Linked DNA regions of Triticum aestivum: region 2 is linked to region 1. The links are chromatin contacts, called in public Hi-C maps. All regions are on one chromosome and are shown on one strand. The core of a region is the stretch at or near the end of the contact, and the rest is flanking DNA. Distances in the headings are between cores, read along the strand shown. Region 1 holds the start of LOC123158775 (probable WRKY transcription factor 70). Region 2 has its middle 34 kb from the start of LOC123159134.

Evidence for each region. A called contact is a pair of places that touch in the nucleus more often than the background predicts.
Region 2: a Hi-C map of root shows a contact between it and region 1, with 8 times the contacts expected there. The contact joins the enhancer-like site here to the promoter of LOC123158775 in region 1. A contact is called at or near these places in 2 of 5 Hi-C or Micro-C datasets (leaf and root).

The regions. Positions count from the first base shown.
Region 1 is chr1A:496,973,899-496,980,284 of IWGSC CS RefSeq v2.1, forward strand. LOC123158775 (probable WRKY transcription factor 70) reads right to left here and starts at 3,961. Exons shown (of 2, transcript XM_044576648.1): 1 at 3,598-3,961; 2 at 2,711-3,500. The coding sequence starts at 3,872. The coding sequence ends at 2,846.
Region 2 is chr1A:497,181,304-497,187,689 of IWGSC CS RefSeq v2.1, forward strand. No RefSeq gene overlaps it. Among protein-coding and RNA genes, the nearest start is that of LOC123159134, 34 kb to the right of the region's middle. Within about 2 kb of position 3,523, at least 3 of the 8 cell types and tissues checked have an H3K27ac peak or open chromatin away from gene starts, as enhancers often do. A contact at or near this core is called in leaf and root, where this site is marked.

The sequences.
Region 1 (6,386 bases), core at 2,711-5,210:
GAGACATGCCCGGCCCGACGGAACTAGGGACGTCTTTTTCTTTTTGACAGGCCCGGCGGAGCTGCATATGGTGAGCGTCCCCGACGAGCTGTGGTGGCGAGCGTCCCTGAAGACTGGCAACAGCGAGTGGCCTCGGCGAGCTCCGACACGGCAGCCAAGGGCGAGCACGAAGAGTCTGGACGGCGTAGATCCATTTATTCTGTTTGTGCGTGCGTGGAAGGAAGAAGATGACTTGGCAGCGACAATCTCGTCCGTTCACCTTTGCAGATCCAACGCTCGGCAGCAGACCGGCATAAATTTGGACCGATACGCCGGCGCAGAGTACCGGCCTTAAAGAAAAAACACAAAAAACCAGAAAGTCTTCGACATGTGCGCAGCTGTGCACAACGTTAGGTTTCCTTGTGAGTTGCCCATGACGCTCAGCTTTGCGCCGAGTGCTCTTTGGGATCTGGCAAACTACGCTGAGCAGGGTACTACTTCCTTCGTCCCAAAATAACTGTCTTCGGTTTAGTATACAGCTTTGGATTTACTATATTGAGCCTCATATTACAGTTTAGGATAGTACGGTATGCTGACTTTGATGTTTGGCCGGCTATCACTAGCACTACGCAACCCAGCGAGGATCGGCTCTCCGGTGCTCAATTTTCTACAGCATTGACTGGCACTCAGCCACAGAAGTGCCATGCCATGAGAGGGGATACTGCTTCCTTTTTTTTCTGTTTGAGGAGAGGGGATACAGCTTCCAGTGCGTGCGGAAGTGCAGAGATGGCACTCGGCGTCGGCAGGCTGAAGGAGAGCAGAACTGATTTGCGTACGCATTCTGGCCCACGCGCGTACGCGACATGCTCGATATAGCCTGGTCTAAAAGCTTGCTATGTCCTCCCATTTCTTTACCAGGCCGACGGTCCTCTTGTTCTGAATGGGCCACTAGTGAGAAAAGCAACCCATCTAAACCCACGACTGAAAAAAAAACCCTTGGAAACCCCGCGCGCATCCTCGTGTTTCTCCCGCCGCTTGCTCAGGCCCCGGCCGCATCGCGAATGGTCTCGAAGATGCAGTAGGACCGCAGGATCAGTAATTTTGCTCCAGATTCTCGAAAAAAGAGTAATTTTGCTCCATTTTCAGCCCCCTGAAAAAACGACTGCATTTTTCCTAGTCTCAACGACTGTAGCGAGGATTTCTCCAGCTCACCCTGCACGGTACCATTGTGTTTGTGGAAGCCTGACGCTGTGCAGCCGGAGGTATGCGGACTACACATGCCAAGAATTTCAGGCGCCCACTTGCAGATTGCATGTACTCCTTTCAGTTTTATCACTCCAGCAATATATATTACCTTCGTTCTAAATTTCTTGTCTTAGATTTATTTAAATATGGATGTATCTAGCATTAAAACATGTCTAGCTACATCTGTATCTAAATAATCCATGTACCAATTCACATAGGCTGGAGTTGACCCCTCCTCCCCGCCTAATGTTGTTTTATTTACTATACATTTGCAGGCATCCCCCTCATGCAATGCAAGCATTCACACGATGCATGGTTAAGTTCAACACTTCGATCACATAGTCGTATGCATGCCGTCGCCTCCCCCCATGGGTTGCACGGAGGGTGTTGATGTGAGCCTTACACATAAGCATCGATATATATGCTCCATTGTCTATCTCTCCATCACAATAGAATAATGGCCATGAATTTATTAGTGCTTCCTTCAGTGTCGTGAGGTAAGCATTATTACGTCCGGGCTGTATCAGGGCTTCAGTGGGCGCGGTTCGTTCCTAATCTCCAGGGACAAATGATCATATTTAACACCCCTAAAATACAATCATGATCTGGCCACAGATACAGATGTGGATTATATATTCTCTGCAAAGAGGGTTTGACCAAAGCTGATATGAACGGCCTTCGGTTCGCTTGATCCCATCGGAGTTTGAATTTTTGGATGTTCTATGGACACTGCAGAGTTTCATTGCACAAAGATGAGATTTACCTATTTGGTTGCCTCAAATCGGAAGGGGTTTTGGTTAAAATTATAAAAAATTTGTTAGATCCGTTGCATCCAACGAGTTTTCCCTTCTCTTTCTCTCAAATCTTCCCAATCTCCCCTCCCTTTTATCTTTTGGCCGCCACCACCATCATTGTCGAGCTCCGATGAGCCTCTTCTTCTATTGCCTCCAATGTCCTCCTTTTGTCTCCCGCAGCTATCGTCACATGCTGATCCATCACCGCGGTAAATATTTATAGGAGCCTGTCATCATCTACTCTCTCCCGCTCATCGATCCGTCCATCGATGAATGACCACTAGTTGTACTCTCGTCTTGTGGTCCTTGGCATTCATGCATGGTCTTCTCACCAATCATCTCTCTAAGCCAAGGTGTCGCGGGTTCTTCTCCGGTGGCATGTGGGCAACCCACCCCTGAACCCTAACCACTATGGAGCGGGACCCACCTTCGTCACCACCTCTATGACAAGCCAATGATGGTGCCTCCTCCTTGACTTTGCCGCCATTGAAATGGAAGGAAGAAACGAAGAGGAGCATGGTGACAACATAATTTCTAAAGCTCTAGAAGTAAAGGCGAATACATTAACCAAAAATATATTTTCTTCATTTCAAATTATTTGTTGCAGAAATTGATAAAAATGGATGTATCTAGAACTTAAAATACGTCTAGATACCTTCATTTACGGGACAAGTAATTCTAGACGGAGGGAGTATATGTTACACACTTGCTTTCATGCGTGCGCTCATCGCTAGTGCAAAGAACGCCATAGTAGAAGAAATCCATATCCCTCACAAAATTAAGTTGACCATCTAGCTATAACCATCACACGGAGGAAATTCACCATGCTATTGGTACAAAGCAAAGTCATCGAAATCGATGAATCTACTAACGAAATCGAATGAGCTCTCGACGAATTGATCCCACTCCCAGCAGCTGGATAAAGGATCCCATGCTGGGGAAGCACAGGAAACGTCGGGTGACGAGCTCAGCTCTGCCGCCGCCGGGCTCGCTGGCTGCGAGCCTAACGAAGTTGTCTCAACTTTGGTCACCTTCAGTCGCAGTTCATCTGCTTCTCCTCCCTCCGGCAAGCATACGGCGTGCGACGAGCGTGGGATCTCGCTCCGGCCATCACCGTCATCAGAGTTTTGCCAAGGCGAGCCGCTGGTGCTGCTCTCTGTGGCCGACCCGATCCCGAAGTTGATGACGAACGGCTGCATCTTGACGTCCTTTTCCTCTGCGGCGGCGACGGCTTCGTCGCCGTGGCAGCAGGTGTGGTCGCCGAAGTAGGTGATGACGTAGAGGGAGAGGTCGTCGTCCGACTGCTGGACCTGCCTCGTCGCCGGGCAGCCGATGTCGTGCTTGTAGGAGCACCTGAAATAGAGCCTCGGGTGCTTGCTGTGCGTGATCTCCTTCTGCCCGTACTTCCTCCATATGTGCCCGTCCTCCGCCGTCGATCGCTTCTCGACCCTCGTCGCCGTCGATCCGCTGCTCGCGCGCATCCTGGAAAAACGTAACGAAGCGATCTTGTTAAGTCGTTTGCTCGCCTGAACTGAAATAGTAACGCCGGAGCAAGCAGACACTACTACAGCTAGCTTACCTTCTTTTCGGCCTCGTCTGAGAGGCTGCGCCGTCGGGCTCCGACGACCTGCGCTTCCTGCTGGCGAGCGCGACCGCATGGACGCCGTCGCGACCGTGGAGCGCGGCGAGGGCGCGGTCGCAACAGAGAAGGATCTCCGCGGCGAGCTCCCGGATCCCGCCGTGCTCCTGCGGCGAGCCCCCCTGGAGCAGGGCCTCGAGGACGGCGGCGGACTCCCGGCCCCGCACCACCAGCTCGGACACCACCGAAGCAGCTGGAGTGACGAGTGCCGCCATGTCCTCTAGAATCTAGACTACCGCCTCTCCCTTTACAGCTTAATTTCTTGCTTTTGTCTCTGCGCGCGCCTCTGGATTTGCTGCCTCGATGTAAGGAAGCCTCGATCTAGCTAATTGCTTTGCTCGAGGTGGAAAGGTGGCCATTTATACGCGCGGCTGAGCTCTCGGTTGGATCGATCGAGCTCGAAGTGAGAGCAATTGACCGCACGTGCCACGCGCGATCGCTTCGATCATGCGCCGCGTTGCATGGCGCGTCGCTGAGCTAAACTAATGAGAGTCTTTGCAGGGGACCAAGACGAGAGTTCACACTCACCCAGCACATCGATACAAATTGCACGGGAATTTAGGTGCTTACCGTGACTAGATTTAGTACATGTTTTACAAGGAAATTAAGAAAGCACGGGGTGCAAATCTTGACTGGTCAATTGAGAACTTCACAAAAGACAAGACGAGCTACGTGCATATCCACGCACCCATCAGCATCAGGTGGTACGTTTCTTTCGGAATACCTCATTCTGGCCATTTCATGCAACTGAAGGAGCCATAGTTTAAGCTAATTTTGTTGTCTAAAACTTCTGGTTAGCCAACCATCGTCCGGAACAGAAGTTGACCTAGCCCCCCATTAAGCTGTGACACAGTTGGCAGCTCGGCATTGGCAAGAGCTGGTGCAAATTCTCCTTTACTCAGTCCAAAGTAAACTTGAGTATTACTATTTTATTATTATTAAATTTAACACTTGTGGTTTGTATTTTGGTGTGACGTAACAACTTTATTTTATGGAAAAAAATCTAGCTCTAGATCTCCCAAAAATGTGGTTAATATTTTTTTGAATATGGAAAAAGGGGGCTCCACTGACCTCCCTCTGTATCGAAGGATCAACTTTGAGTTTTTCCTGACGATGAACGATGACAACTTGACGGCCTAGCTAGCACGTCAAGACACACCTCAAAGGAGTATCTAATGTGCGCGACGCCGTTGTCTAAAAACGTGTCCGTTACTTCATTTGCGGTGATTTTAAAAGCATCAAATTTGATCTCAATGCAGGCTTGGATGGACCATCAACAACTTGCAGTTGTGAATTCAGCTGGTGCCATAGCTGGCTGGCTAGTGTGTGTGCTGTGTGCACATGACTTATGACTAGATGTTGGTAAGACTACACGGAAAGCACCGTTCGGGCATCATTTTATTTATTTATTATGGAAGCCATTAATTATGTCATGTCATGACACAATGCTCAAAACAACGTTTATGACATCAACATTACCTAAGGATAAACACGTACTTTAGCTAATCATTGTCCATGCCGACTAGTATGTTTTTTCTATTTTCTATTTTTTACGGGGAGTTTATTTATATTGTTGCTCTTTGCAAGATGCTCTTCGTGCTAACAGATCCAAGTTAGCTTGCAAATGAATTGTTCTATTGCATTTTTTTCAAATAAAGTTAATTGCAACCACTTGTGTCTATCAAGTTCTTTGCAAACACTTCTTCGATGCCGCGTGCTCCATATGCATTTGGAGGCTGAGCAGGCGACACACAAACTCAAAGTCGTCCTATCTCAACCTCCATTTTTTATGTTTTCTCAGTCAAACACTTCGATTCCCTTCAAATTTAAACGTTTAGCACATCAAGCAAACATGTACATAGTTTTTTAAAAGTTGCATGAACAAACACAAATCACATGTTCCAACCATTTGCCCCGTCCCCTTCTCCTCTTATGTTCTCGTTGTCCCCTCGTCCTCTGGCGTGTGCATTGTCCCCTCCTTCAAGGTTGCTGAAATGTATGATCACCATTCACACCTTCTCCCAAAATTTGTGCGCCACCAGATCCATTTGGCTCAGATCCAACATGATGAGTTGATTCAGCTCGAAAATTTGTTCACTTGTCGTCCGATCCTCCGGAACTTAAGTTGAACTTACGCGCCTCCTTGTCCATATGAATTTCAAGCATATGCGCCTCAATCTGTTCCTGACACCGCCTTCTCTGTTGCATAGCATATCATCTTGCCTTCTTCTCTTGGTTCTTCCATTTCTCTGTCTCTAGGTTCTCTTGCTTCCTCTTTTCAGCTAAGTCATTTCTTGTTCGCATCACTCGTCGATATTTTTCTTCATAACCGCCGCCTGTCCTTCTTCCTTGAGCTTCTCCTTTCCTCTCTTCCTCCCATCGGGCCGACTATTCTAGACACATGAGTGGGACTTCTAGACACCTTTACGATTCCTCTCTAGGACCATCGTCATCACTATCATCGTCCATATCGAGAGACGAATTGTTGCACTTCCCAGTTTGTAGACTACCGTCTTCATTTCCCGACTTCCACTTCTTATGGCCTTCCAAAAAATTCCAACAATGTTGGAGGCCAAACGATTTCCCTTAAAACTTGGCCATTAGTTTGGACCTTTCTTGGGATATGTTATACTAGAACAAACAAATGCTCAAATTAATGAGAATTCTCAAAATAATGATGCAATCACTAGGAGGAGTGTGCTTCACTTGCTCCAAGCAACCCGACCAAC
Region 2 (6,386 bases), core at 2,273-4,772, 210 kb after region 1:
TAACATGGTATGAGGTGGTACCGGTGAAGGGGGGAAACATCCGGGAAAATATCCCCGGTGTTTCGCGTTTTCGGACAGACGAACCGGAGGGAGAAAGTTGCGTGTTTGGTATTCTAGGGATGTGTGGCGGATGAACGGGTTGCGTATTCAGATTCGTCTCGTCTTTCTGTGCAACTTTCATGTACAAAGTATTTTCATCCGAGCTACGGTTTATTTTATATGATTTTTCAAAGTTTTAAATGATTTCTAAAATTTTCTGGATTTATTTACTATTTCAAAATTAAAGGTGAAAATGCTATGTGTACCCACAGCTTGTACACAACAATGTACCAAAGGGGCTGACAGGTGGGGTCCAGTTGACTGCCCAGTCAGCAGTCAATTGGGACCGTTGACTGGTCAAAGGGGTCTAGTGGGACCCTCCTGTCAATGACTAGGCTAGTCCAGTCAGCAGTTTGACTTGGTTAAACTAGACAGGGGGTCCACCTGCCATTGGCTGACATTTTAACAGATTGTTTTTTAATGGGATAATTAGTTGACGGGGCCCATCTGTTAGTGTCACATGTATTTTAACAAATTGTCTAAATCAGTGCAATTAGAGGTGGGGTCCTACTGTCATGGACACATCAAGCTAATTACAGGTTAATTAGCTATTTAAGCTACATTAATTAATTTTAATTAAAAATTGATTATTATCATTATTCTTTTTTCACATTTATTTTCGTTCTTATCCCGGGGCGGGCCCCAGCGGTCAATGGCTCAACCGAGCCACTCGGGGATGGGCATGCGACCACACGCATAAAGGCGTGGCCGTGGCAGCAGTAGGGCGCCGACGAGCAGGGACGAGGCGGGGCGCAGGTGGCGTGGTTTGGTGGCGCAGGCGAGGCACGGCGACGGGCGCGCGGTCGGTGACGTGCAGGCGGGAACAGCGGCGCGTGGCAAAATGGCAGCAGCAACCGCAGCAGCACGGATGGGCGGTGCGCCGGCGGTTGGAGGCGGACGTCGAGAGCGGCGCACGCCAGTGGGGCAGCAGCAGGCCAAGCGGTCGCGGCAGGCGAGCCGGGCAGCAGCGGGTCGCGCGGGGCAGGGCACAATGGCCATGGGGGTGAGGCGGAGGCGGTGTGGGGCGGTAGCGGCGCAGACGGGATGCGGACAGCGGCCGAGAGCGAGCAGCGGTGGCTAGCGCAGTAGTAGCAGCAAGGAAGGAGGCGGCGGGTGCACGCGCAGGTGGTCGGAGGTGCTGCGAGCGGCAGGGGGCGTGTGGCGCGCGCGGGGGCGAGCAAGTGGAGGCCGGAGGTGCACGAGGAGAGGGGAGCTCACGGGGAGGTCGTAGGGAACTGGCAGTGGGCTTGGGGAGGAGTCGAGGTCGCGTCCGGCGTCTGGCGAGGAGGAGACGAGGACGACGGCGGTCACGTGGAAGATGGCGTCGAGCAGAACCGGGCGGCGGGGCGCGGTCGTCGGGGCACAGCGGGATCGATCCTGATCTAGGTCCGGTCAAGGTGGGGGCGGGCGCCATGCAGGAGGAGATGGAGAGGCGGGCGCCGGTGAGGGGTGGCCGAAGGCGCCGGGCGGTGGCGACGTGGCGAAGGGGGTCGGGGCCCTCTGCCCCGATCCAGACTGGAAAGGGAAGAGAGGCGTGCAGGAGGAAGCGAGTGGGGAGTGGGGATAGGTAGGGGTGAGGGTTCGGGGAGTGGGGTGGCCTAGGAGGCCACGGGGGGCGGGAGGGGGTCGGCTGGGCCGGCCGGCCCCTTCGGCCAACTGGGCCAGGGCCCAGTCGGGGGAGGGGGTTGTCGTTTAATTATCTTTGTTTTCCTTTTATTTAATTTTTTTGTTTCTGTTTTCTTTTAGTTACACATTAATTTTAGTTTAGTAAAATATGACAATAGCCCCTAAAGTAATGTTTCAGAATAACCCACTGTCATGAAAAGTTTTTACCCCGAATTAAGATAATTTAGTAATTTATAAAATACCAAAGGCATTTATATAATTGATTTTGCTACTGTTTAAATCGTTTTAGAGTATTTGAGCATTTTATAAAAGTGTAGTTCCTCCGCCATAATTACCTATGCATTATTTGGCTCACTCCGAACATTTTAGTTTTAATATTTGAAAACTTTTATTTTTTGCCTTTAATTAAAATTTTAATTATGAATCGTTTCGAACTAACGTGAGTTTATTAACAAAAATCGAGGTGACATGGCACCATTAGTAGATAATTATCCGGTCATCACAGGTTGCCACGGCCTCGCCTTCTGCCTTGCACGGTGGGCACGCCGCGCCATACACTCAGCGGACGGGCCACGGATGGCCTCGTCGTCCGCATACCAACGAAGGGGCTACGCGTCGCCAAGGCATTCGGACGCCAGACGGAGCGCACCGCCTCCGGCAAGGAAGCGACGACACGCCCCGCATAGGATCCACGCACCATTTAGGCGAACGCGATGGATCCCTGGTGGATCGAGTCTGATCGTTGTCAGGCATTCTCCTTGCGGTTGCGGCGGAGCGCAATGCGGGCGGCCATCTCCTCCTCTGGCCCGACTGGGATGACATCCCAGTTTGCACATAGGTTGATGAAGGACTCGGATCCGCTGCCCGCCATGCCGAAGAAGGTTTGAGATCGTTGGACGGGAGCTTTGAGGGCGGAGTGGACTGAACGGAGTGGAGTGGAGTGGTTAAGGTTAGGTCCGGGGAGTGGATGGAGACGAATGTATGAGGAGTCGCGTGGGCCAGTGTGAGTCGGCTCCTATGCGGCGGACGCGCATGGTCGCGCCCGGACCACCCCATATCCGCCCCAGATTTGAGCTGGATATGAGAGTTGCCGATCATTCAGAGAGTTTGAGGTCGGTTTGAGGCGTCCGTCTGGATCACTTTTTTTACCGGGCTATCCGCTCGGACGTTTGAGTGTCCGCCTATAGATGCTTTACATGTCCTTCAATTTAAGTTAATAATTTTAACATGGTTTTATTTTTATTTTTTGAGAGTCATTTGAGCACAACAGAGACAACATAGTATAGCCTTTTTTTAGAAGAGAAGAAATAGATTATAACCTATATCAAACTATTAATGATACTATTCATCACCCAGGGTGCAAAATAAGTTATTCTTCATCCGAGGTAATCTTACGATCATTTCAGAATTAAATTACGTTTGGAATTCAAATAGTTATATTTCTATTGATTCACTACGTAAAATTTGGCATAAGAAAATAAAAATATAGGTCATAATACAAGAAAATTTGCAGTTTATGTGTATTTTACACTATATTTTTCCGTTTGTAATTTTACATAACATAACATATTTTTTACGACGATTATATATTTTCTTACGGTTTCTTTTTACGTCGGAAATAAGACAAAACTTACAGAACGTAAAATTACGATGCATTGATGATAATATAGAGGGGGGTGAAGAATAATTATTCCTCACCCAGGGTGACGAATAGCGTGACCCATCAAACTATTGCCAATATTGTCAGGCCTGACCAAGTGAGAGGCTAGGCGGGCAAGGCCGGCGTTCTAGGCCACGGAAATCAAGAGGCCACCACCGAAATATATATTGGGCCTAATCCAATGAAGTAGAGATTTACAGGACAGCGCTTTGTCTCACTTATAACAAAGACCGAAACACGAGAGCTATATCTCGCTTTACGCGAGATGCAAGCTGCTCTCGCCTGAAGGGAATAGCTCCTCGCGGAGTAACTGGGTGGCCCGTTTTATGTTCTTTTTTTCCGCTTCTTCGTGATCACTATTTGCAACTGAGCCGAACGCTTCATTGGCTCACTGTTTTTTCGCTCATGGTCGTTTCTTTTGTCTTTTATTTGTTTTATAATCTCTTTTTTGGTTTCTTTATTTCTTTGTTGCTTTTCTCCATTTTTTGATTTTTTGTTACTTTTCGACGGTTTCTATGTTTCTTTACTGTTTTTCATTGTTTTAAATTTTCTTTACAGTATGTTATTTTACTTTAATTGTTTTTGTTACTTTTTTGTTTTCACTGTGTTTTTTCTTTTATTTCTTTATCACTTTGTTTTCTTTATTTTTCTTCGTTTACTTCTTGGTTTTTACTGTTTTTCCTTTTCTTTTTTGCATCATTTTTTGTTTTGTTTCTATCTTTCCCGCTTTCATCGGGTTACTTTCTTTTCCTTTGTTTTTTTCTCAGTTTTCACTGTTTTCATTTTTTTACACTTGTTTCTCCGGGTTCTTTTTTGTTTTCTTTTGTCTCTTTTCTGGTTTCCATTGTCTTTCTGTTTATTTTTGTTTTCTTGGTTTTTATGCTATGTTTTCTGTATATGCCAAAAATATTTTTCTAATATATGTTTAAGATTTTTAAATATAAGTATAATATTTTCCTAATACATGGTCAACATTTTTTCATACATACTTTTGACAATTTCTTATGCTTGATTAAAAAATTAAATATTACCTCAGTCTCGAATTACTTTTCATTGACTTGTGTAGATAGAGATGTATTTATATCTAGATAAATCTAATACAAGTAACTCAGGACGGAGTGAGTACAAGATTAATATTTTTCTAATACATGGTCAACATTTTTTATACATATTTTAAAATACAAGATTAACATTTTTCAAATACAAGACAAACATTTTTTTAATTCATGGTCAACCTTTTTTCTATACCATTTAACATTTTTCAAATGCTCGATTGACATTTTTTTAAATGCAAGATTAAAAAATTTCTATACCTAGTCAAAAAATTTCCTATACATAACTAAAATTTCATGTGTTACATTTAACGTTTTTGAAATATAAGTTTAAGATTTTTTAATACAATACAAGCTTTTTTAATACATTGTCAACATTTTTTCTATACAACAGATGCGTTTCGGTGTCCCCAATGAGGCAAAGATGGTTTCCACATTCCTCCAATTCATTCCAAATGTCGTGCGACTGCATATCACGGTAAATGCCAGAAATTCATGTTTTAACATCCGTAGCAATATGCGCATAGATCTTCATGATGAATGGGTTATGAACTTCTGATTGGCTTGCTTGCTCATCTGTTTATGTTATGACTTTTAGTCACATACTTTTTTGGTGGCACAATGACACATTATTTATTATATCAAAAAAATTGATTGGTTTGTTGCACAGATGCACAATAATGCATAACGAACTTTTTTCATATGCATTGTATATTTTTGAATTCATTTCTATATACACATTTAATATTTTTCAAATGTTTAACATTTTTTTCAAATTTTATATGTAAAGTATTTTTTGTAACATATTTATTCAAAAAAATTGGAAGTATAAACAAGAGTTAAAAAAGAAGGAAACAAAATCAAAAAACGTAGAAAAAAACAGAGAAACGAGGCCGTCGCCTCCCGCGCACCTGGACTGGCACTTCTGGCGCTGTCCTGACGCGAGGCTTCGGTACGTCTCACTTTAAGCGAGACATAGGGGTGCCCAGACCGAGGTAGGTCTCCCCTGCAGGGACGCCTCCGGTCATTATTATTGGAGCCCCCAAGTAGTGTTTATTTTTATAACTTATGTTAGTATTTTTCTCTTTATGTTTTTTTACGAATTTTTATATTTTTGTAACACTTGAATACATATATTTCAAAACATAATTTACTTAAATTTCCAAAAACGCTCACCATGAATTTACAAATGTTAAACCAGCGTAAAAAATATGTTATCCCTTAGGTCTAAATTAATTGACGCAACTTCTATACAACGTCTTACATAAATTATAGAGGCTGCGTCAATTAATTCAAAATAGCGTAATTTAGAAAAATGTTTGTATCCTGAAAAAATGATTGTGAGATTTATAGTGTTAACAAGTTCTAAAAACATCGTAGTATTTTTAAAATATATTTATACCATTTGAAAAAAGTTTGCGTAATTTTGAAAGAATCATGCCATTCAAAAACTTCACAAGACATTTTGAAAAATACTCATAAGTTTCAAAAATATGTCCATGACAATTTTAGAAGATGTTTATACAATGACAAAAATGTGTTCGCATAAGTTTAGAATAAAAATGTGTTCTCATAATTCTAAAAATTATTTCAAATGTACTCCCTCCGTTCCCAAATATTAGTCTTTTTAGAGATTTCAACAAGGGACTACATACAGAGCAAAATGAGTGAATCTATACTCTAAAATATGTCTATATACATCCGTATGTTGTACTTCATTTGAAACCTTTATAAGAGTTATATTTAGGAACGAAGGGAATGTTCAAATATGTATTTAAAAAAATGTTTATCGTGGATTTTAAAAATGTTAAAACATGTACACGAAATGTTTCACGATTATACGTTAAATGTACAATTTGTATTAAAAATTATATAAAATAAAAAGACAAAGCAAAAAGGAAAAATGTAAAAAAAACAAATAAAGCAGATAAATAAATACACAGAAATGA